Regions from separate parts of the Mus musculus genome. Here regions 1, 3, 4, 5, 6 and 7 are each linked to region 2. Evidence: chromatin contacts called from public promoter capture Hi-C data. All regions are on one chromosome and are shown on one strand. The core of a region is the stretch at or near the end of the contact, and the rest is flanking DNA. Distances in the headings are between cores, read along the strand shown. Region 1 holds the start of Hcfc1 (host cell factor C1). Region 2 holds the start of Nsdhl (NAD(P) dependent steroid dehydrogenase-like). Region 3 holds the start of Fam3a (family with sequence similarity 3, member A). Region 4 holds the start of Gdi1 (guanosine diphosphate (GDP) dissociation inhibitor 1). Region 5 holds the start of Taz (tafazzin). Region 6 holds the start of Ikbkg (inhibitor of kappaB kinase gamma). Region 7 holds the start of Irak1 (interleukin-1 receptor-associated kinase 1).

Evidence for each region. Promoter capture Hi-C pulls out the DNA fragments that hold promoters and counts their contacts.
Region 1: a promoter capture Hi-C map of erythroid cells shows a contact between it and region 2, with 66 times the contacts expected there. The contact joins the promoter of Hcfc1 here to the promoter of Nsdhl in region 2. A contact is called at or near these places in 2 of 39 promoter capture datasets (erythroid cells and pre-B cells).
Region 3: a promoter capture Hi-C map of erythroid cells shows a contact between it and region 2, with 57 times the contacts expected there. The contact joins the promoter of Fam3a here to the promoter of Nsdhl in region 2. A contact is called at or near these places in 2 of 39 promoter capture datasets (erythroid cells and pre-B cells).
Region 4: a contact with region 2 is called in a promoter capture Hi-C map of erythroid cells, with 16 times the contacts expected there. The contact joins the promoter of Gdi1 here to the promoter of Nsdhl in region 2. A contact is called at or near these places in 2 of 39 promoter capture datasets (cranial neural crest and erythroid cells).
Region 5: a promoter capture Hi-C map of erythroid cells shows a contact between it and region 2, with 37 times the contacts expected there. The contact joins the promoter of Taz here to the promoter of Nsdhl in region 2.
Region 6: a promoter capture Hi-C map of pre-B cells shows a contact between it and region 2, with 14 times the contacts expected there. The contact joins the promoter of Ikbkg here to the promoter of Nsdhl in region 2. A contact is called at or near these places in 10 of 39 promoter capture datasets (the 3T3-L1 cell line, the C10 cell line, cranial neural crest and 5 more), 3 of 484 Hi-C or Micro-C datasets (CD4 T cells, CD8 T cells and liver), 1 of 115 datasets of contacts at active chromatin or transcription factors (astrocytes) and 1 of 9 other capture datasets (liver).
Region 7: a promoter capture Hi-C map of pre-B cells shows a contact between it and region 2, with 5 times the contacts expected there. The contact joins the promoter of Irak1 here to the promoter of Nsdhl in region 2. A contact is called at or near these places in 3 of 39 promoter capture datasets (erythroid cells, liver and pre-B cells).

Annotation. Positions count from the first base shown.
Region 1 is chrX:73,965,045-73,968,062 of GRCm38.p6, forward strand. It overlaps Hcfc1 (host cell factor C1), which reads right to left and starts at 1,313. Exons shown (of 26, transcript NM_008224.4): 1 at 767-1,313. The coding sequence starts at 959.
Region 2 is chrX:72,917,167-72,919,866 of GRCm38.p6, forward strand. Nsdhl (NAD(P) dependent steroid dehydrogenase-like) reads left to right here and starts at 1,355. Exons shown (of 8, transcript NM_010941.3): 1 at 1,355-1,527. It overlaps Cetn2 (centrin 2), which reads right to left and starts at 1,178. Exons shown (of 5, transcript NM_019405.6): 1 at 1,148-1,178. The coding sequence starts at 1,150.
Region 3 is chrX:74,391,914-74,394,624 of GRCm38.p6, forward strand. Fam3a (family with sequence similarity 3, member A) reads right to left here and starts at 1,361. Exons shown (of 9, transcript NM_025473.4): 1 at 762-1,361. The coding sequence starts at 774. It also overlaps a transcript of Ikbkg not described here.
Region 4 is chrX:74,303,588-74,306,565 of GRCm38.p6, forward strand. Gdi1 (guanosine diphosphate (GDP) dissociation inhibitor 1) reads left to right here and starts at 1,425. Exons shown (of 11, transcript NM_010273.4): 1 at 1,425-1,854. The coding sequence starts at 1,810. It overlaps Atp6ap1 (ATPase, H+ transporting, lysosomal accessory protein 1), which reads left to right. Exons shown (of 10, transcript NM_018794.4): 10 at 210-1,134. The coding sequence ends at 419.
Region 5 is chrX:74,281,124-74,283,967 of GRCm38.p6, forward strand. It overlaps Taz (tafazzin), which reads left to right and starts at 1,595. Exons shown (of 10, transcript NM_181516.6): 1 at 1,595-1,993; 2 at 2,149-2,277; 3 at 2,525-2,570; 4 at 2,809-2,844. The coding sequence starts at 1,885. Dnase1l1 (deoxyribonuclease 1-like 1) reads right to left here and starts at 503. Exons shown (of 8, transcript NM_027109.3): 1 at 398-503.
Region 6 is chrX:74,428,186-74,431,247 of GRCm38.p6, forward strand. Ikbkg (inhibitor of kappaB kinase gamma) reads left to right here and starts at 1,496. Exons shown (of 10, transcript NM_010547.2): 1 at 1,496-1,636. It overlaps G6pdx (glucose-6-phosphate dehydrogenase X-linked), which reads right to left and starts at 695. Exons shown (of 13, transcript NM_008062.3): 1 at 638-695.
Region 7 is chrX:74,022,627-74,025,482 of GRCm38.p6, forward strand. Irak1 (interleukin-1 receptor-associated kinase 1) reads right to left here and starts at 1,295. Exons shown (of 15, transcript NM_001177973.1): 1 at 984-1,295; 2 at 740-907; 3 at 440-571; 4 at 223-326; 5 at 1-38. The coding sequence starts at 1,119. Mir5132 (microRNA 5132) reads right to left here and starts at 972; the gene lies at 902-972. Mir718 (microRNA 718) reads right to left here and starts at 1,310; the gene lies at 1,223-1,310.

The DNA.
Region 1 (3,018 bases), core at 63-2,562, 1.0 Mb after region 2:
TCTCTCTCTCTCTCTCTCTCTCTCTCTCTCTCTCTCTCTCTCTCACACACACACACACACACACACACACACACACACACACAAAAGACACACTGAGCCCTCCAGTCTGCTATGGGGGGCGGGGTGGGGGAACTCAATTGTTAAGGCACCAGATTAGGAAAAGAAATAATTTGAAGGAAAAAAAAACTACAAAAATTCACAACTGGTACAATACCCCCATGTGTGTGTAGGGGGGGGCAGTATAGTCATCATGCCATTCGTATTTGCCACGAGGGTCTCATTAGTCTGTTAAAAGCCTGCACCTTAAAGAATGCTTCCCTCTTTTTTTCTGGGTGTAGAGAACGGATCTGTGATCTAAATATTATCTTTTCTCCCGAACGAGCATGGGCGCTGGAGATGAGGACTATCGCAGGAGGGGGGAGGATTCCGCCTGCGCCAAGAGAACACATCCGCTGCCGCGCCAGCCCCAGCCCACTGGGTAACGGTGTACGTCTGAAGTCACTGTCGCCCGCGACATCCCCTCCCCCTCACCAGTCGGAGTAGAGGGTTTCTCTAAGTACCGAAATGCAACCTTTAAACACAGAAGAGTACGGGGGTGTAAGAACGGGGGTTGAAAAATCAGGGAGAAAGCAAAGATGGCAATAAGTGCAAAGAGAGAAGGAAAACACATCAGGGGAGTGAGATAGGAAAAGAGAAGATAGGGAAAAGAAGGGTTAGGAGAGAGATGGAGGGAAGACTTTGAGAAACCCAGGGCGGTAGCACTTACCAGTGTTGTACACGTGTAGTTCGTCCACTATCCCCTCGTTGCCGCCGCCAAACACCACTATAAGCTCCTTGATAGCCACTGCACGGTGGCCGTGGCGGGGTCGGGGCACGGGACCCGACCAGCCCACCACCCGTTTCCAGCGGGGCTGCAGAAGCACCGCTGGCAAGTTTGCGGGAGACACAGCCGAAGCCATAGTTCCGGTTAAGGATGCAGTGGGAAGAGGTCACTGAATGGGAGGATACCCTTAATTCTTCACACACCCCCTTTCGTCTAAGGCAGCTCTCACGAAGAAGCGGCTCCTTACACAGCGGTGGACGACTCCATGGAGGCCGCCATCTTAACTATCCTCCTTCCTTTGGCTCTTCCCCCCCTTCTCACTCAGCTCGTATCCTTAAAAGCTTCTCAGAACTGCAGAGCACCTATTCCCGAGAAGCTGGAGGCCACTGAGCGCCGTCGCTCTAACTATTTGCCTGGGTGTTCCCGCTTAGAACCTCGAGCAGGAGGCTCTGGGAGCCGCCATCTTGAGCCGCCTCTCTCTCCTCCCTTCCTCAGTCGTAGCCCTCCCCCGCCGGAAATGGCGGAGCCCCGGCCCGGTTCCCACACCCCCCGTCCCCAGCACTGGCTGGCTTCCGGGGCGGGTGGAAAAGAGCCACAAATGCCGCGGTTGTCTCAACTTCGCCGACAGTCAGACCACAATTGTGGAAGCCGCCATCTTGAAACCGTCCTGCTTCCCCACCCAGCACTTAGTACAACCACCGATCGCAGAACCCCAACGTTCCTAAGTAATAAAGGCGTGTCAGAGGCTGGCGGAACGGGCTCCAACTCTCAGTTGCTGCTCGAAGCCCCGACCCGTATGGCTCGAGAGGTTTTGCACCTCTCCCTTGAGTCCGCCTCTGCTATTCAGGCTGTGGCGGCCGCCCTGGGAGCCGCCATCTTGAGACTAGCTTCTCTTCCCCCCCCCACCCCACCTATCCTCTTCTTCCTGGACAGTTCTTCCACAGCAAACCAAACGCAAGGCAGCGTCCAATCCTCGCTTCCCTCCTTAAGACTCCTTCCCACAGGAGCCGCTCGAAAGAGCAGGAGTTAAGACCCGAAGTGACAATTGTACGGCAGAAGAAGCGGTAACGGCAGGGCGATCATGCCTCCTCCCTGGGAGCCGCCATCTTGTGTGAAGAAGTAACAACTAAACATGGCGGCTATCGGGCGAGGGGGCGGGGTCAGAAGACGTCACCTTTCCCCCTCCTCCCCGCCTTCGCACGTCTTTGACTCTGGTCTCAAGCCTCTTAAAGGACCCAAAGCTCATAAAGAATTAAAAGCTTCTTTAAAAACCAGTGCGTTGTCTATTTGCGGGCGAGTTGGTGCTCTGTGCAGTAAGCTAGAGACAGTAGAGTTCAGGTCAGGTGCAGTAGTGCCCCGCCCTGCACTCCCCCCCACCAGGGCTCTTCCACGCCTCCACTCTGGGAGTCGCCATCTTGCCACTTCCCCACGCCCGGTCGTCTGCGGGCGTCAATAGCGAGTTTCAGCACAAAACAAAGATGGCCGCGGCATCTAGGGATGCCCGGATGAAAATCTAACTCCGTTCAGTCGCTTGGCCACGCCCCCTGGGAACTGTCTCCCAGGTCGCTGATGGGACACAAACCAGAGAAATGGCCTTTAACTAGCAGTGGCGGCATGACACATGGTAGTTAAGGGTGGCAAAGAATACTGCGATTGCACCCTTTGCTGAGAAGCATCTCTTTTCCCGCTCCGAACACTCTGCGACACTTAGAACCCAGCTACAGCGGGTAGCTGCAGGCGGGGCCAGAGCGGAAGGTGACGCCATGAGCTCACAGGGGCGGAGCTGCTGCCCGCTCCCAGGAGCGCCAGCAACACCCCGAGGCGTCTCCACATCCGCCCGCGCCTCCCGAAGGACTCGGCCACGCGCTCTGAATTGCAGCGCACCAGGCTACCCGCAGCCAGCGGCCCTGGGAGGCTACCGGCACCGGAGCAAAGCCAGCGCGGGAGCAGTCTGCGCCACTCGCGTCACCCGCCCCGCCTTCTTCCCAGGGCTTCTCGCCCCACCTTTGCGCAGGCGTACAACATCTTTATGGGTCCGCCCTTTTTTGAGATTTGAATTTTCCCCAGCAAAGGCAGAGAAGTAAAAATCCCCGGATGGTGAACGCTGTTTTTTTTCGCGCCAATATTGTAAGCTCACACAACAACCTTGAAAAAGGAGCGTTATCGTCTTCATGTCTACGTTCCAAGTCTCCAAG
Region 2 (2,700 bases), core at 105-2,604:
CCAAGGAATAATAAGTGTAAAAACTAAAATAAAATTAACCCCAACTCTAAATGACAAATAGCACAAACCTCTGTGAAGAAAAAACTTTCTCTCAACTTAAAACTATTTCAATTTATATATGTCAGTTTTTACTAAGTTATAAAAAAAGAAATTGGCAATAATGAGGTTATTTTCTAATATAACTGTAAATTTGTCTTAATGTGATGTCTCATATGACTAAATTCAACTATATTTCATTGGGGAGCCACCAAATAGAAGAGAGTTTTTGTTTTAAAATAGTATATTACCATTTTCCTCCTTGTTCTTGTATAGATCAACATAGAGCAAGTGAATATATGAATATGAATTTCTAGTGTTAACATAGCCTTCATGAGAAGACATAACTCTGACCTCCACTGTCTTAAAGTTTATACTACAGAAAGTTCATGCAATTGTACCATTAATCCATGTGTCACTTTAGGAGATTCAATTTCAGTCATTTTTAAATCTAAAAAAGCATCATCAAAAGCTCTTTGAGAAACCAATTACAGTTATGGATGATCAACTGTATATGATTTCCGTACTCTCGGTTTTAGAAATGTACTTAAAACATCTACTTGTGGTGCCAGTTCCCAAGAACTCTGCTCCTCCAATTACTTATGCCTAAATTTGGCTAAATGTAAACTTACTAAGATAAAAATTATGCCGGTACAAAGTGATAAAAATCAAACCATTTGCACCTGCGTGCTTTCTCACAGCCTCTCCTGAAAGCGTTTGCGACCATCAGAACACAGTAAACCTCTTAGCACCAATGCATAAACTTTAACTGGGTGGCCGCGGCCAGGAGGCCTGAGTTTGACTGAGGCGGAAGTCTAAGGGAAGCAATAGAATGGTCACCCTGCTGTTTCCTGAAAGCCAGCGGAGGTCCAGAGGCAGTTTGTGCGGGGGTGGCTGAAGGTGACTTGGGCGAGGAGGGGGTAGTGGGAAAGAGCAGGCAAGGCAAGCTGCTGGCGGCTGTACTTTCTCTTCTACCCTTCCGGCACACAGCTCCAAGGAAGAACTAGTGCGTCAACGCCAAGAACCGTGCAAGAAAGGTAGCAAGGCTGCACCGAGGCCTAGGAAAGGACCGGGGACGCCGCGTGGGGTCCACCGAATCCCTAGCACTTACCATCACCCAACGGACTCTGCCACCGGTTGTTAAGGCAACGGCGTACTCGCAGCCTCAGCGGCGTTCCCACTGCTCCACGCGCGCACAGCCCGCTTCCCATTGGTTTGGGAACGAAGAGGTGGGGCTAACCTGGCAAAACTCGCCCAAGAGCAAGAGGGCGGTGCGTCGGCAGCCAAAGACTAGCCTCATTGGGCAAAATCATGCTGTGAGCGTCAATTGGTTGCGCCAGAGCCAAGCTAGACCAATCAACATTATGAAGGAAGCTCTGCTGATTGTGGGCTCATATCTATCAGTAGAAAAGGGTGGCGGGTGTTCAGCCAGACTTCTCTGGTTGCCGGTTGTCTGCAAGCTGAGGTCGATCATTTGAGTGTCTAAACCGGGTAAGAGTTGCGGGCTTGCCCTTAGAGGCTGCTGCGTGTGGGTGACAGAGCCTGGAGGAAGTAGGAGGGAATGGGTGGGACCCATTTTAAAACCGAGTTGGGGGACACAGAACATCTGAGGGGCCAGCAAGATATGACCAAATGGTTTGGAGGGGTGACTGTGCCAGGAGAAGCTGAGACCTCGAAACTGGAGTGGGCATGCTGAGTATTGTGTCAGTGGTTCACAGGGCTGGGGCTTAGAAACCCAATCCACATGAGGCTTTGTCTTTACATTAGCTCTACAAGAGTCACTTTAGCTCTCAGGGGAATGGGCTGGGGACTTTTAGATCTTCAAAACTCATCAAAATGTGTCCTGTTAGACGTACAGACACTCAAGTCACATGGGAAGGAGCATTCCTGAATGAGACTCCCTTGAAAGCAAAGCCACAGGAGTTTTGGAAGTATGGAATGTAAAGAGAATTAAAGGGCAAAGTGCACAACGGGTTGGGGCTACCTGGAGCTGTGCCAGGAGTAATGAAGGCCCAGGGTCGAACACAGATTCTATGTTCTACGTCCCTCAAAGCAAAGAAAATCAGTTTAGGGACTTTAAGGGCACAGTATCAGTCTCTCAAACTGAGAAAGGCCTGAGACTTAACAGCTCCCCATAAATGTAATATAGGCCCTTTGCCCTCTTTCCTTTAAGCCAGGAACCGGCTTCAAAACTTTTGTGTCTTGTTTGGCTCCTTTGTTCACTGCAGCAACAATCCCCCATATCCAGCCTCTGAGTTCTCACAGTTCCGTCCTTGAATTGTCCTCTGTTTTCTCTGTTCCTCCTCAGCCCTTCCTCAGCAGTATGAGCTGGAGTTCTCACCATAATCTGCAAAGCCTGCCATGAAATTCCTCCTTCTCCCATCACACCCACACTGTTCCCCCTCTGGCTCACTCTCACCCAGGGCACTATTTTTGCGGCTGATACATTCCTTCACTGACCTTACCCAGTCCCATGAACTTTTTAAAATTTTTTAGTATTTTGATTAATTCTTTGAGAAAATTTCACAGGTAGATATAATTTTTTTGTTTTGAGATAGGGTCTCACTCTGTAATTCTGGCTGACCTGGCACTCACTATGTAAACCAGGATGCCCTCAAACTTCACAGGGATCCATCTGCCACTGCCTCCTGAGTGCTTAGATTA
Region 3 (2,711 bases), core at 111-2,610, 1.5 Mb after region 2:
TATGATGTCACATTTCTGATTGTCTGACTGCTCTTTCTTGACACTTCACTACTAGATTCCAGGACAGTACTGTCTCCTGACCCCATTCTCTGGGACTCCCTTTGTTGGTTAGATTGTGTTCCATTACTCTCTCCTCAAAAGGTGTTCTTTTCCAGGCTGCCTTCTCCCATCTTCATACTGTATGGGAGATTTCACCATGCAGCAATGACACCTTACACCTCCAGCCCAGATCTGTCTTGAACTCATATCCTCCCAGCCAGTTCCTTAATGTCCAATTTGGACTTATCCACAAAGCTGCTACTTTACCAGTTTTCAAATTCTACTCTCACCCCAAACAGTCCCTCCAAGGCACATTCATGTTTGTAGTCCAGCTGACAGCAGAGCTACCACTTAGATCATACCCAACCTCAAAGGCACCTAAGTCAGTTCTCTTCTGGCTACATCTCTCTATCTCTACTATCCACTCCTCTCCATCCATTCAATCTCTGGAGATTTTATATATATATATATATATATATATCCTTAACTTATATATATTGATTATATATATTATCAACATCTATCTATATCTATCTCTCTATATAAAATCAATCCTTATAGTTTGGGAAGCTGAAGTCCTCAGAGGTGAATTTGCTCATAAAATGAGTGCTTGTGCACAGTCATCCATTAATAAATAAACAAACCAGTGACCACCCAGGCCTCTCCTAACACAGGCACTAGGACACCTGGCCTCTCTTCAGTTCGCTGTGGAAGCCACCCACCTGCCAACCTCATGTCCACTTCTCCAGCTGGGTTGAGATCTCCCGCAGGTGCACTGTTTGGGAACTGTGGGTTCTGGGGGGAATGAAACAGGAGAGAGTAGGTTTGGGGGTGGGGGCAGTGGCAAGTCTGTGCTGGGAGCGATCGGTGTTATGACTTGTTCCTCCAAACACCAGTCCAGGCTCAGTTCCTCGTGAGTGCTGGGAGAAGTCCTGCCTGGCCAGGAGAGCCTTAGGAATCCGTTGCGCCTCACAGTCTGGCTAACAGACTCCAGGACTGGAGCGTAGCAATGATTCTTCTCCACCCGGATCCCTCCGGTGCTAGGCCCGGGGCTCAGGTCGATCCGCTCGAGGCTGGTGGCAGAGATTGGGCGGGCCAAGGATGTTGTCTGGGTGTAGGGAGAAGCAGACCGGATCAGGGAGTTACCCAGTTGTCTCGCTCTGCCGGCTAGGTGAAGCAAGTGAGTCACGTAGAAAAGCTTATCAGGCACGACAATGGCCGCCCGCAGAAGGCCACAGCCCACAGGCGTCGCTCCGCCATAGGCCCATAGGCTGTGCTGTAGGTCCGCAGGTCCTCACGGAGGCTCCACCTCCAGACCGGCCTCCTCCCTCTCCTCCAGAGGCTGGGTGGGAGGTGCCGAGTGTGGCTGTGCACTCCTCTTGTGCTAAAGCTGAGCCGCCTAGCTTCCTACAGTGTCACTGCTTCAAGATGAAATCTCCTTCTAGACTTTGAGGTACTATACACTTTACAGTTCATGTTTGCTTAACTCTATGTAACCCAGGCTGTTCTCAAACTTGGAGCGATTCACCTGCTTCAGGCTCTCAAATGTTGGAATTACGGGCATAAAACACCAGAGCCCCCATTCCCACTTCCTCCACACGTCCTCTTAGGTGAGCGATCTATTTCTATATTTGATGAGCTGAAGCTCCGATTGTGACTTGATATCAGAGCTTTCATGGCTCATAAGAGGATGGATGCGGGGACACAGATAATGACTTAAGGTTGATATGTGTTCTTTAAGAGCATGGACGGTTCAGAAGCACATGCGGAGGTAAACCTGAGCCTTTGGTTGCTTTCTTTCTGCTTAGTGTTCTTTCGTGAGAGCGTTCTGTTTTATGTATCAATCAGTGAAGGGATGTTTGGAACATTGCTCCTGACCCTCATGTTTGAGCCTTTTCCCCTGACCGCCTACAGTGCCAGGGCAGCTGGGCCAGTCCTTTTAAGCTGGATCTATCTGTGTCTCAGGCAGCTGCATTCCTGTCCTTTGACCCAATGGTCTTACTTACAGGAACTCCACCCCACTTCCATAATGCTCCAAAATACAGAAAAGTTTACAGAAGCACTGTTTTGGTTAGATGATAGCGTTTTCAATTTGGTTACACTTGTAATCTCAGCACTTGGAAAGTGGAGACGGGAGAGGAGGATAAAGGGTTTAAAGCATCCTCGGCCACTTAGCAACTTTGAGGTCAGCCTTAGCTGCATGAAACCTGTCTCAGGGAATCTGATGTCTTATTCTGACCATCTCAGGCGCCAGGCATGCATGTGGTACACGTACCACATGTGGTACATGTAGGGAAACCACTTATATAAAAAAAATAAAATTTCAAAAATTGTAGGAAGCTGGAGAGATGACTCAGTGGTTAAGGGCACATACTGTTCTTGCAGGATACCCGGGCTGGATTCCTTACACTCACATAAGGCAGCTCACAACCGCTTCAGGGGATCTGGCACCTCTCTGATCTCTTCCTCCTCTTCCTCCTCCTCCTCCTCCACACACACACACAAATAATAATTAATTTTTAAAATAAAACATTAAGTAAAGATAAAATAGTAACAGCAACAACAACAAAATGAATATTAAAAAAAAAAGAATACAGTAGTTTCCATATTGACTGAGTACTTCCTCATAGGCACTCTCCAATGCTTGTGGTCAAGGGCATCTGTAGACCAGG
Region 4 (2,978 bases), core at 175-2,674, 1.4 Mb after region 2:
TATTGAAAGGGTGATGGGCCCCAAGCTGGTGGCAGTAAGGGGAGGGAAGAAGGGCCCAGAGAATCTCAGTATGGTTTGAGCATGTAGCTGAGAGTTCCAGCCTTGTGCAGTCTCTGAAGGTATAGATTATTCATTGATTCCAGAATCCCAGCTCTTACTGTGTGTGGAACCTTGTGGAACCATCTGATCCATGTCAATGTGTCTCCTAGATCCAGGCCTTCAATGTGACTGGTGAACAGTTCTCCTATGCTAGCGACTGTGCTGGTTTCTTCTCTCCGGGCATCTGGATGGGTCTGCTCACCACCCTCTTCATGCTTTTCATATTCACCTATGGTCTGCACATGATACTCAGCCTAAAGACCATGGATCGCTTTGATGACCACAAGGGCCCCACCATCACTTTGACCCAGATTGTGTGACATACACCTGAGAGGAATTGAGGGAGTATTGGTGTCTAGGTTGTCATGTTTCTGTTTTGTGACACAGTGGATGGAAAGGTTTGTCCTCTTCCTACTATAGCATGAACCCTACATACGCCACCCTCAGTCTCTCTTGCTTCCTCTTTAACCCGGAGAGGGACTCCCCTGTGGCTATCCCCCATCTCTACCAACAAAGTGTATTCTTCATAGATATTAGATAAATCTTCCAGGCTTCATCATCAAGAGGGGAAGGGACCTTAATTCTAGGGTCTCCCCTTTACCCTCTCTCCTTATTTATTCTTGCCCCTCTGCTATTATTCCTTGCTGTTTATAGTGCTTTTGTGTAGTAAATGCTCACTCCCCAAGCTTTATGGAGCTTCCAGCAACAGCCATGAACTTGAGGTTCCTTGAATTTGCGAGGTGTGGAAAGACTACTTGACTGTCTGTCCAGCTTAGCTGTTATGTTTTTTGGGGGGGAGGGGTGATGTGTTAAGAGTGAGTGGTACACTGGGGTTTATTTCTGTGGCCTGGGAAGGAAGAAACCATCACGAGGATTGGTGAACAAAGTGTGCTCACTGGGTTTCTGGATTATTCCCATAAAGACTGCCTGTCAAGAGGCCGGAGGTGTGTGTGGGGGGTTGCTCTGTTGTTTCCTTCCTAATAAAATAAAGACGTGTTGCCTTGTGTTGGGCTTCGTGTCACTCATTTCTGCACTGAACAGTAGATTTTTTTTTCTTGACTGAAGGGAAGAAGTGCTCAGATGTAGTCCAGTCATGCAAGAGGTGAGAGAGGAAGGGTGGGAGGGTCTTCAGTAAGCTGATACTCTTAACAAACCTACTTAGAGTAGAGGCTTGTTACTTTTCCTGGCCTTGGGAGGAATCCTGACAATGGTAGCTCCGCTACTGTGCAACAACACACAGCAGGGCTTCCATACCTTGTGTTTCTCCCAGGGGGCGGTACGGGAGCGCGCGGGGCGGGGCGGGGCGCGCGCGGCTCCCGCGCAAGGATCTTTCGGAGGACTCAGCACCTGCTGCCGGCCTGCCCCGCCCCGTATTTTTCTGGGCTCACGAAGAGCCCCGATAACCCCTGCAGTCATTCTGGTGCTGGGACCCAGGTGACAGAAGCCCTCCCAGAAAACAAGCAAGGAAATGATGACTGGTTGGGCGGGGCGGGGCCAGCGGAGAGAGAGAGGGACTCATTAACGCTGCGTAGGGATCAGGAGACAACCGACAGACGCCATCTTTGGTTCAGTGCGGCGGCAGTGACAGAAGCAGCGGCAGGGGCAGCAGCAGCAGCGGCAGTAGCAGCAGTAGCAATAGTAGAGGTAGTGGTAGCGGCTGCTGTGGTGAAGGAGGAGGAGCAGAGCGGACGCTGGTACCAAGGCCTGATCATGGATGAGGAATACGATGTGATTGTGCTGGGGACAGGTCTTACCGTAAGTGCCACTTCAGGCTCTCATAGCCCTGCATCATGCCATCCCTCCCCACCCCACGCCATCCCTCCCCACCCCACTCCATCCCGCATTGATGCAGAGTCCGGTATCCGATCCATCCTCCCATCATCCTAGCTCCAGCCCTGGGAAAACCAACCCCATGCCCAACCCACTACCTCACCCTAGGATGTCGATTCCAGTTCCCAATTCTCTGTAGAGGGCCCCACTTTGTCCTGTGTTCCTGCACTCTAGTACTTAACCTCAGACCCCTATTCTTCCCTATCTCTATCACCGAGGTGGAAAACTCACCCCCCCACACACACAGTGGAACCATTGCACCCAGCCCCCACCCTTTGCCTGAACTCATCACCTGCTCCAAGGCCTTGATTAGCATCCCTTACCATCTTGTGATCAAACTAGGGGATGGAATATGAAGATGGGTATGGGGACATTACAAGGGTGGGCCCTCATCATGCTTTTCTGCTTTTTGGGATGGGATAGGAAACCCATGGAATGTTCCAGAGACAGCAGGAGTGTGTGTGTGGGGGGTGTGGGGGGGGGGTAGTGACCACTTTACCTCTGCCCCAACTTGGTTTCCCATGGAGATCTCAGACTGAATATATATCCTCAGCCTTTGTCCTTGGGTTAGTGACTGACTGGTGAGGGTGTTTGTCTCTTCCCTGCCCCCGCCCCCCCCAACCCCCACCCCCGGCCTAAATCTTTTTAGTTTGAACCCTGAGTCTAGACCAGTGGATAGGGCCAGAAGAGAGTCAGGGGCTCCTGCCCTTTGAAGGAGGAGCAGGGTGGGGCCTGGGATTTCAAGGACTTGGCCTTCTCTTTCAAAGGTCCTTTGAATTGGTTCTTCTTGTAGACTCATTGTCTTTTTGTGGGCTCAGAGAAGTAGATACTTCTCTTGGCTTGTTGATGCTGGAAGACTTGGAAGCTGAAAGCTCTGCCCCCCAAACCTCCTTTAATGCTCCAGTAGTTTACTCAGCAGGGTTGTAAAGGAAACATCATATGAAGCCATCTTCTCCTCCCCAGTTTTAGGCACTGAAAAGAGCTGCATTATAAAATTGGTGGTGGGCATGAAGCAAGTTGGAGGGTTATGGGGTATAGCTGCAAATGTC
Region 5 (2,844 bases), core at 345-2,844, 1.4 Mb after region 2:
TCTCTGTTAGTTTCTTCCTATCTGGCTGGTTTGTTCTGTCTTCCTGACTCTGCACATCTTAGTGTTTCTGCCACAGTATCTTCCTAGCTGGCCTTGATATTTGTTTCTCTCTGGTCACCTGTTCTGTCACTCATACTTATTTTGGTCTCCTTGCACTGGGGTGTCTGTTTTGGAATACATGTGAGCACTGGGGCAGTTCTGCACTGGCCAAGCTATATTTGGAGACTGAGACCACTAGGACTCTGAGGATGAACCAGAAAGAATAACTGTTCCTGGCCTCAGCATAATGCTTCCTAGTCTTCCAAAGACAGCTTTAGCTTGAAATTCCCTTTCCTTCTGAAGTTCCTCCCCAGTAGAGACAACCTCCTCCCTTTCCCTACCCGCAGGATTCTCATACCTCCACAGCCCAAGTCGGCCCCACGCCTGCCTCAGCGTTGAACCGAATAAAACATTCCACTCCACAGAATCGCAGCTCCAGCCAAGGCGGGTAAGGACGCGCAGTTGGGTGTGTGTGGGGGGGAAATGGGAAGAAGAGGCGCGGGTTTCCAGACACACCCAAAGGGGCCGGCTCCACAACTTTCCCGTCCCAAGTAGCAAGGCTGAGCGCCACCCTTCAGCCCAGGAGCTGGTTTCCAGACCCACCCAAAGGGGCGGGCCATAAGCAAGGCTGAGCTCCACATCCCTGTCCAGTAGGCTGTGCCTGAGAACTGGCTACCTGCTGGCCCACCCCGCCCATGATGGGTGTTTCTTTTGCCAAGCGAATAGCAACTTGGGGAGCTGGCGGCCTCTGCTCGACGAATCCGCCTGAAAGCAAGTCGAGGAAGCGTCCTTGCTTGTTGTCGCAAACATGCCTACTATCACCCGTGCCAAGAAGCAGCAGTCTATCATTGAACAGTTACCTGGACCTAGGGAAAAAGGTGAGGTAGGCTTGCTCATTCTTTGGCCAGTTCCCCTGCAGCAAAGAGCAGAGCAGAGGCAGTCTTCTCTCAGGGTCCTCAGGCCCTGAACCACAATGTTGGTGCGCACTCCCAAATTAAGTTTGCCTGTGTGACGACTGCTCAGAAAACCCAAAGCAAAGGACCTTATGCACAGGATGGGTAGCGCGACTGACCTGTTCAGGTCCCCACTGGAGTGGCAGTTTAGAAAAATGCCTCATGGCAGAAATTTGTTAGTTCTGGTACCACATGAATACTAGGCAAATGCTCTATCGTGGAGATAACCAAATGCCCCAACCCCCAGATCACTGGGAGAAATAGTACAATAAAAGGCAGAGAATAATAGACGCGGACACCCGATGCCCTTTTCCGGTCTCTGTGTGAGCCTTCAGAAGCATGCATAACCGGATACACATCGGGTGGGACAGGGAAAGAGAACAAGTAAAAAGTTTCCACCAGCCTACGACTTGCGTAGCTTCAGGTAATGGTGCTGTGTAGCTAATGTCGCCTGTAGACACTAGAATTATGGAATCAAAGAGACGCAGCACTGCTTAAGGCGGTTTGGAGCCAAAACCTTGACGGGGGAGGGGCCGGAGCGAGGCTGGCGTAGACCCGCCCTGGCAGCCGTCAAGCAACCTAGGCATGTTTTGCGACAACAGGCAAGGACGCTTCCTCGAGTTGCTTTCCGGCTGATTCGTCGAGTGAGGCCGTCAAGACTTGGTTTCTAGTGCGCATTGCTTTGTACAGCAGTCCCGTCTCGTCGCCTGAGCAGCGGCTCTTCTCTATCCAGAGAACAGTGCTAGGGAGGTGCTGAGCTGTTCCACCAGGTGACCTTAGTCTAGTCCTCTGCCAGTCTGTTGGAGATCCTTCTCCTGAGTGGTAGAGGACATCGGCTGGCCTGGGGCAAGAGGAACTCTGGGCTCCGGGGGCGGGGCCGGAGCCGGAGGAGATGCCCCTCCATGTGAAGTGGCCATTCCCCGCGGTGCCCCGGCTCACCTGGACTCTAGCCAGCAGCGTCGTCATGGGCCTAGTTGGCACCTACAGCTGCTTCTGGACCAGTGAGTGGCAAAAGGCCAAGGCAGAGTCTGTTCACAGGCCTCTGGCCTGGCTGGGGGTTTTCGGACTGGGAATATGGCAGGGGCTTTTCTGGCACAGTAAGAAGCCTCGGGCAGGTGGAAATGACCTAGAGCTTGGGACTGACTTCTCTTCCCAGAGTACATGAACCACCTCACCGTGCACAACAAGGAAGTGCTGTATGAGCTCATTGAGAACCGAGGCCCTGCCACCCCCCTTATCACCGTCTCCAACCACCAGTCTTGCATGGATGACCCTCATCTCTGGGGTATGGTGCCAGTGTGCTGGGTTCAGGGAGGCAAAACAAGAACAGGCCCCCACCAAAGACAGATTGACTTCCCACCAGGCTCTTTTGAAAAACTTTACCTTGTTTGGGGGATATACTGCCTAACTGCTGGAAGTTTTGTGTGTCCCCCTTAGGATTCCTCCAGGGAATGTGATTTAGACAGGATATCAGAAATTTAAAAGGAGTGTGGAAGTAGCCATGTCACATCAAGGACTTTACTTTTTCACAGGGATCCTAAAACTCCGCCACATCTGGAACCTGAAGTTGATGCGTTGGTGAGGAGGAATGGGCCCCTTGAAGTGACCCATCCATTTCTGCCCAGATTTGCCTTTCTCTGCTCAGGAGTTGGCATCCAGCCTTCCAGGAAGGGCATGGGTGGGGCTCCTTAGGGCCTTCTCTTGGAGCTTCATTCTGTATGGCAGTGATGGCAGGCATTATATTGGGTGGGGAGAGTTGGGGACAAGCAATGGGAAGTCTTGGAGGCAGGGATGATTGGGTCTATTGCTGCTCTAGGACCCCAGCAGCTGCAGACATCTGCTTCACCAAGGA
Region 6 (3,062 bases), core at 246-2,745, 1.5 Mb after region 2:
GAAGAAAAGACTCATTGATATGGTAGGAGAACGAAAGAGCATTGACAACTTAACCTTATCCAAGGGTCTTTTGGGTTCTCACCAGGCTGGTGACGATTACTAAAACCACTGGCCGGGAATGCTCTGTGTGTGTGTGTGTGTGTACGCGCGCGCGCGCGCGCGCGCGCGAGCATACATGCATTCGGAGATTCAGAAACTGCTGCCTCTGAGCTCCAGCCATAACCTCCAAAGTTGCCTTCGCTAGGGGCTGTACATTACGAAAGTACTAAAGCTTTAATATAATTCACCTAGGACATCCACTGTGGGCAGCTAGATAAAATCTGGTTACGGCATCACACTCTGTATATGGGACCATCGTATCGTACTCGGGTGTCTGCCAGAAACTCCACAATGAACTGAGCACGTTTGATTGTGCAGATGATGGAGTTCAGCTCCGGCTCTCTTCTGGCCCAGTTGGGTGATCCCCGAAAGTCCCTTCTCTTCTAAAGGTCTAGTCCTCATGGGCCCAATGCGGGGAAAGTGCGGGATACAAAGGGATGGGTTAAAAACTTGTAGATTAGCGCGCATCAAAGGGACTCGCGGCGTACAAGCGTGAAGCATGTCCCTCCACCGACATGCCATCAGACCACCCCTTTACCTGAGTTTAGTTGCCGCTGCCAAACACGTTCACAGATCTGTAGCGCACAGCCAGTTTCCGGGGGCTAAGCTTCGCTGGCCCATTTAACGCAAGAGGGCGTGTGCTTTGACTGAGCTGACCCGCCTCAGGAGAGGCAGGAGGGGAGGAGCTTCGGGCTAGTCTATCATTGCAGGAGGAGATGCGCGCGCATCCCTGGCCAGCCCCGCCCTTTGGCCTTCCCCGATGCCGCTGCCCCTACAATTTCGAGATCGCAAAGTCTTGTCATAAGTGCAGCTCCACACAGTTCTCCTGGGTCCCCGTCTCCTGTGTCACCCAGCCATTATGTATGGCCTAGCTTTCCGCTGGACCTTCGAGGCCCTGCACCTTCCCGGATGACCCCACTTCCGTTAGCAGCATAGCCACGCCTTCCCTAGCTGCTAGTTTGGCTTCGGAGCTGGACTTTCGCAGCTTCCTCTAGGCTTTTTCCTTGGTGGGGGCCCAGCGGCAGAGAGCCCAGTAGCAGGACCAGACTGAAACTTGGGTGTTTTAGTGCGGATGCGGTGCCTTGAAAATGGGGTAGGGGCGAGTGTGGGCGTGGTGACGCACTACTTTAATCCTAGCAGACGGGAAAAAAGAGGCAGGTAGATCTCTGAGTTCGAGACCCTGGTCTTATGGGACCCTGTCTCAAAAAAAAAGTGTGTGTATAAGTGTGTGATGTTTATCAGTGAGGAGAGCTCTGGTGTTCTGCTGGCCGACGCAGGCTGGCGATCTAAGACTTTTCTTTGGAACAGAGTATGGCACTTTGGGGTTTTGATTCACTGGTTAATCTCCAAGCCTTTGAGTCTGTGTTTTACTTCCGGATCCCGCACTTACGACACCGGAAGCCGGAAGTGGAGTTTTCCACTGCAGAGAAGGGAAGGGTGACCGCCTGACTAGGACTTTCTAGGAGCTCCGGTTCTGTCGGAGCGGTCGGATCCCTCTGCTCCTGCCCTCTTCACTTCTGGCCGACTCTGCTGACAGGTGTGGTCCTCTTCTCCAAAGACAGGGCTCCATCGGTGGCTGTTTCGTAGCTTCCGAGACTCCAGAGGTCCACACCCTTCCCCCCACCTTAGGCCCAGTTTGTTCTGCCGCAAGCTTCTAATTATTCGCTACCCAGATTATTTAGGCTAGTCGGATTGAATCTGCCCTTCCCTTCACTGCAGCTGTCGCCTAAGGGCTTGGCCCCTAGTGCTAGAACTCTTTAGGTAGCAGACATTTTCTGTTGATCAAACTGTTTCTGAAACACGTTTTGCACTGTAGGCCAGGTAGACCTCGAACTCAAAGTTCTGCCTCAGCCTTTCGAGTGCTAGAGCAACAGGTGTTCGCCATCAGGCTAGGCTGTTTATCAAACTTGAGTGCATTTGAAGTCTTTAAAAAGTTTTCACGTGTACCTTCACAACTAAAGGTCTTACCTTCTGCACCTCAGTTTACTTTGCAAATGATTCATAGTAATCTGTTTGCCTGTCCTCATAACATTTATCTGACCTGAGAAGGAATGTGTTGTCTTGGCATTTCCTAGGAAAAAGGAAGGACCAGAGAGGGCAAGGGAGAATAGTTGGTGGAGAGGAAGGAAGGGAGTATAGGTGGTATAGGATCTTGTAGGCTGTTGTATGGACTTTGCTTTTTAACACTAGGAGAAATGGAAACTCTGAAAGAGTTCATGGTAGAGAAGAGAAGTAGTTTGAGTTATTTTTGAGGTAATTGGCCCCAGTGGGGCCAATTAACTGCAAAGGGCCATTGAAAAGGCAAAGCATGGTGACCCGTAAAGAGATTATTGCAGTAATGCAGGTGAAAGATGATAGCGCTGTCAGCCTTGAATTACTGAAAAAATTTAAAATGTACAAAAGTAGAAATAATAATATAGTAAATTCCATGTACACATTTCTTAGCTGTGACTATCAGCTCATAGTTAACTTTAATCCACACCCCATTACAATCCTTTACCATGATTATTTTCTTTTCTACAGAAGATGTTATTTTATGTGTATAGGTGCTTTGCTATGCTTTCCTAGTGCCCAAGGGAGTCAGAAGAAGGTTTCAGATCCCCTTGGATTGGAGTTACAGATGTTTGTGAGCCACATCTGCAACAACAAGTGCTCTTAATCCCTGAACCATTATCTCTCTTGCTCCACCCATTGCGATTTTCAATAACAGCTTTCTTGAGACATAATTGGCATGCTACAAAAATTACTATTTGTGTGTGTGCCCCCCACATGCATGCATGATGTATGATTTGTACAGGGAGCACAGGTGCCATGGCTAGAATGTGTAGAGCTCAGAGGACAACATTGAGTCAGCTATCTTCTTTCCACCTTTATATGTTCTCATGTCTCCAGGCTTGCATAGCAAGGGCCTTTATCCACTGAGCTGTCTCCCTTGCCCATACTTCAATATTTTTTTAAACAGT
Region 7 (2,856 bases), core at 45-2,544, 1.1 Mb after region 2:
CTTTGGAGGCCAGACACTGGGCTCTCTGGGCTTGACTGCTGGAAGAGACCATGGACCAGGCGAGGACCCTATCTATTCCCTTTGGTCCAGGTTGAAAGCTCCCTTCAACACTAGTTGTCTCTCAGATGACCTGGCTGTGCTGATTTGGGCTCTGTGGTACACCAAAGGTTAAGTTTCTTCCTCTTTGTCTGGAAAATTCCCTGGGGGTTAAGAGACACCTACCTTGGTGGAGGAAGGGGCTGAAGATGGTAGTGGTGGCCCGAGGGAAACAGGGAGTGGAACCTGGAGGAGCTCTGACTCAGAATGGGTCTGGGAGCCTGGAAAAGCTTCATAAAGATGGCAGTGAGAGGCAGAGACCAGCAGCAGTCTACAGCCATGTCAGCAGTCATGGTGGCCTTTTCCTCAGGCATATCAAGCCCAACACCCGGGTTCTTTTTACCTGGGGAGAGGAAGGTGGAGGCAGAGGACTGCAATTTCCGGGGGCTCCAGTCCCCGGCCTCAGAGCCTGCAGAGATGCTGCTGGGCCTTGGGGCAGCGGTGCTTGGGGGCACAACGGGGGCAGGAGGGTGCCCTGGGATAACAAGGAAGGAAAGGAGGGTTGTGACTCAGAGCTCTCTATCTCTAAGTGAAGGGGTGGGGGGGGGGGAGTTCCCATATGGTTCCCTGTCTCAGGAAACTCTGTACCCGTCACCCCTCTTGGGTTCCCATCCCTAGGGTCCCTGGGGCTATGCTCGCTCACAGGCTGTGATGATGTCCCTCGCACGCAGCAGCTGCAGGTGCGTGAGGATGTGAACGAGGTCAGCTACGCGCGCGTTGCGGTTGATCCAGGGCCACAGAACACTGGCTGTGCGCTGCTCGGAGCGCTCGCACAGCCGCAGCTCTGTCTGGTCGCGCACGATCAAGGCCGCTGCGGGATGGGGAACATCAGGCTTCAGCTCCAGAAGCCTGAGTCCACCACCCCACGCCGGCCTGCCGTCACCCACCGAACTGGCACCAGTCGGCGGGCTCCAGGGCGTCCATCACTTTGTAGAAGCGGCACATAACCCAGGGTGGCACCTCGTACAAGAAGTGCTGGGCGCCTGGAACCACAGGCTCCCCGGGGCCCGGCCCCCCGGCCATGGCCGCCGCCGCCGCCCCCGGGCCGAGGCCTCTCGGGGCCTCGGCGGGCGCGGGCCTTAGCGGGCCGGGTCCGCGGACACTGACTCACTTCCCCTTCAGGCCGGCCTCGTGCGACACCCGGCCGGGCGGAAGAGGCGGCGCTCGACCCGCCGCCATCTTGCCCTCCGCGGCCTTCCGCCACACGGGGGCGTCCCGCGCCGCCCTTGACGCGGGGAAGGAGCTCTGCTACGTAGGAGGGAGTCCCTAATGGGAGAACCGAGGTCTGTGGTCCTACACAAACATCTGAATAGGGCTGAACAGGATGAAGAATGACTTCCAGTTCTAGAGACAAAGGGCACGATGTTTTTACACGATGTTCTACAAAGGCAGTTTATGCCAAGCCTGGTGAAAGTCACGGAGAGGCTACCCTCGCTTTAGTTGGGGAGCAGTTTGAGAGCCAGCCAAATTGTTGGTCAGTCAGGGTTAAATATGGGTAACAAAATGGCCCTCTGGCAGACTGTAGTCATTTGGTGATAAGGATGGATGCCCTGAGAATGGTCTGGAAGAGTGTATACCATGCTACTGCTTGTGTGCTAGATCTCCATGCCCCCACCACGCCCCCAGGAACCTTCCAGCAGCTGGGCCAGCAAGTGTTAGATCACAGAATCTGCCTGTGCAGGATTCTAATTAGCTTTCCAACTAACACATTTATGTCTCTTAACATACACATGGTGTTCGGCTCTAAATGTCCCTTTCCTTTTTCTGTCACACTTTTATCTTAGTTTGCACTTCTCTCCATAAGGATAGTAGGGTCTAGCAGCTTCTCCTACCCCTTTCTAGAGTAGTTGTTGGTGATACCACCTGTTGTGACCTTTAGCCACATGAATGAGTGTCTCTTGCCTATTCCTCTACTGTTCTCCATTCAGGGTTTTCTTTGGCCTTTTTGGTCACTATGACACACATCTCAGCGCACACTACTTTCTCATTATGCTCTCTGAAGTCCTCTTCATATGAGTGCACTACTCTTAGCATTAGCCATTGCCACTCACCTGCACAGACTGTATGGCTTGGATAGTGCTCCCTGCTCAGGTGGTCTTCCTCAAGTACAAATCACTAAAGCCCAGCTCTTTAAAAGAGCTGTTAGGAAGATGGCATAGCCAGCCTCTGTCCACCCACCTGAACTTATATACACCAACAGCCTTAAGCCAGATAGAACTCTTTAGATGTTGGGCTTGGTGGTACACCCCTTTAATTCCTGCACCCAGAAAACAAAGGCAAGTGAATCTCTGTGAATTTGAGGTTAGCATGGTTTAAGTTCCAGGTCAGCCAGGGATACAAAGTGCAACCCTACCTCAGATCAAGACCAAACCTGAAAAAAACAAACAAACAAAAAACAAAACAAACAAAAAACCCAAACCCTGTTTAGTAGGTGTCCTGAAAAGAACTTATTCTGTTCTGAAATTGAGTTTGCATATACACCCCTGCTGTAGCCATTCCTGATAAGATTGAACATAAACAGCTGTGGGGAAAACTTCCTAAACCCAGCTCCTCTCTTGAACACACCTTGAGCTTGCTGGAGTTCTGTACCTCTAAACTTTTCTCACTTCTCACTGCCCAGGGATGATCCACAGGCAGCAACTTGGTATTCCTTGTTTGGCCAGCTGAAAGCATGCTTGTAAAGCGGCAGCTTTCTTCTCCTGACCAGTTTCCCCAACAAACACTTTTTGTCATATCAATCCTAACTACAAAGGGTTCTCT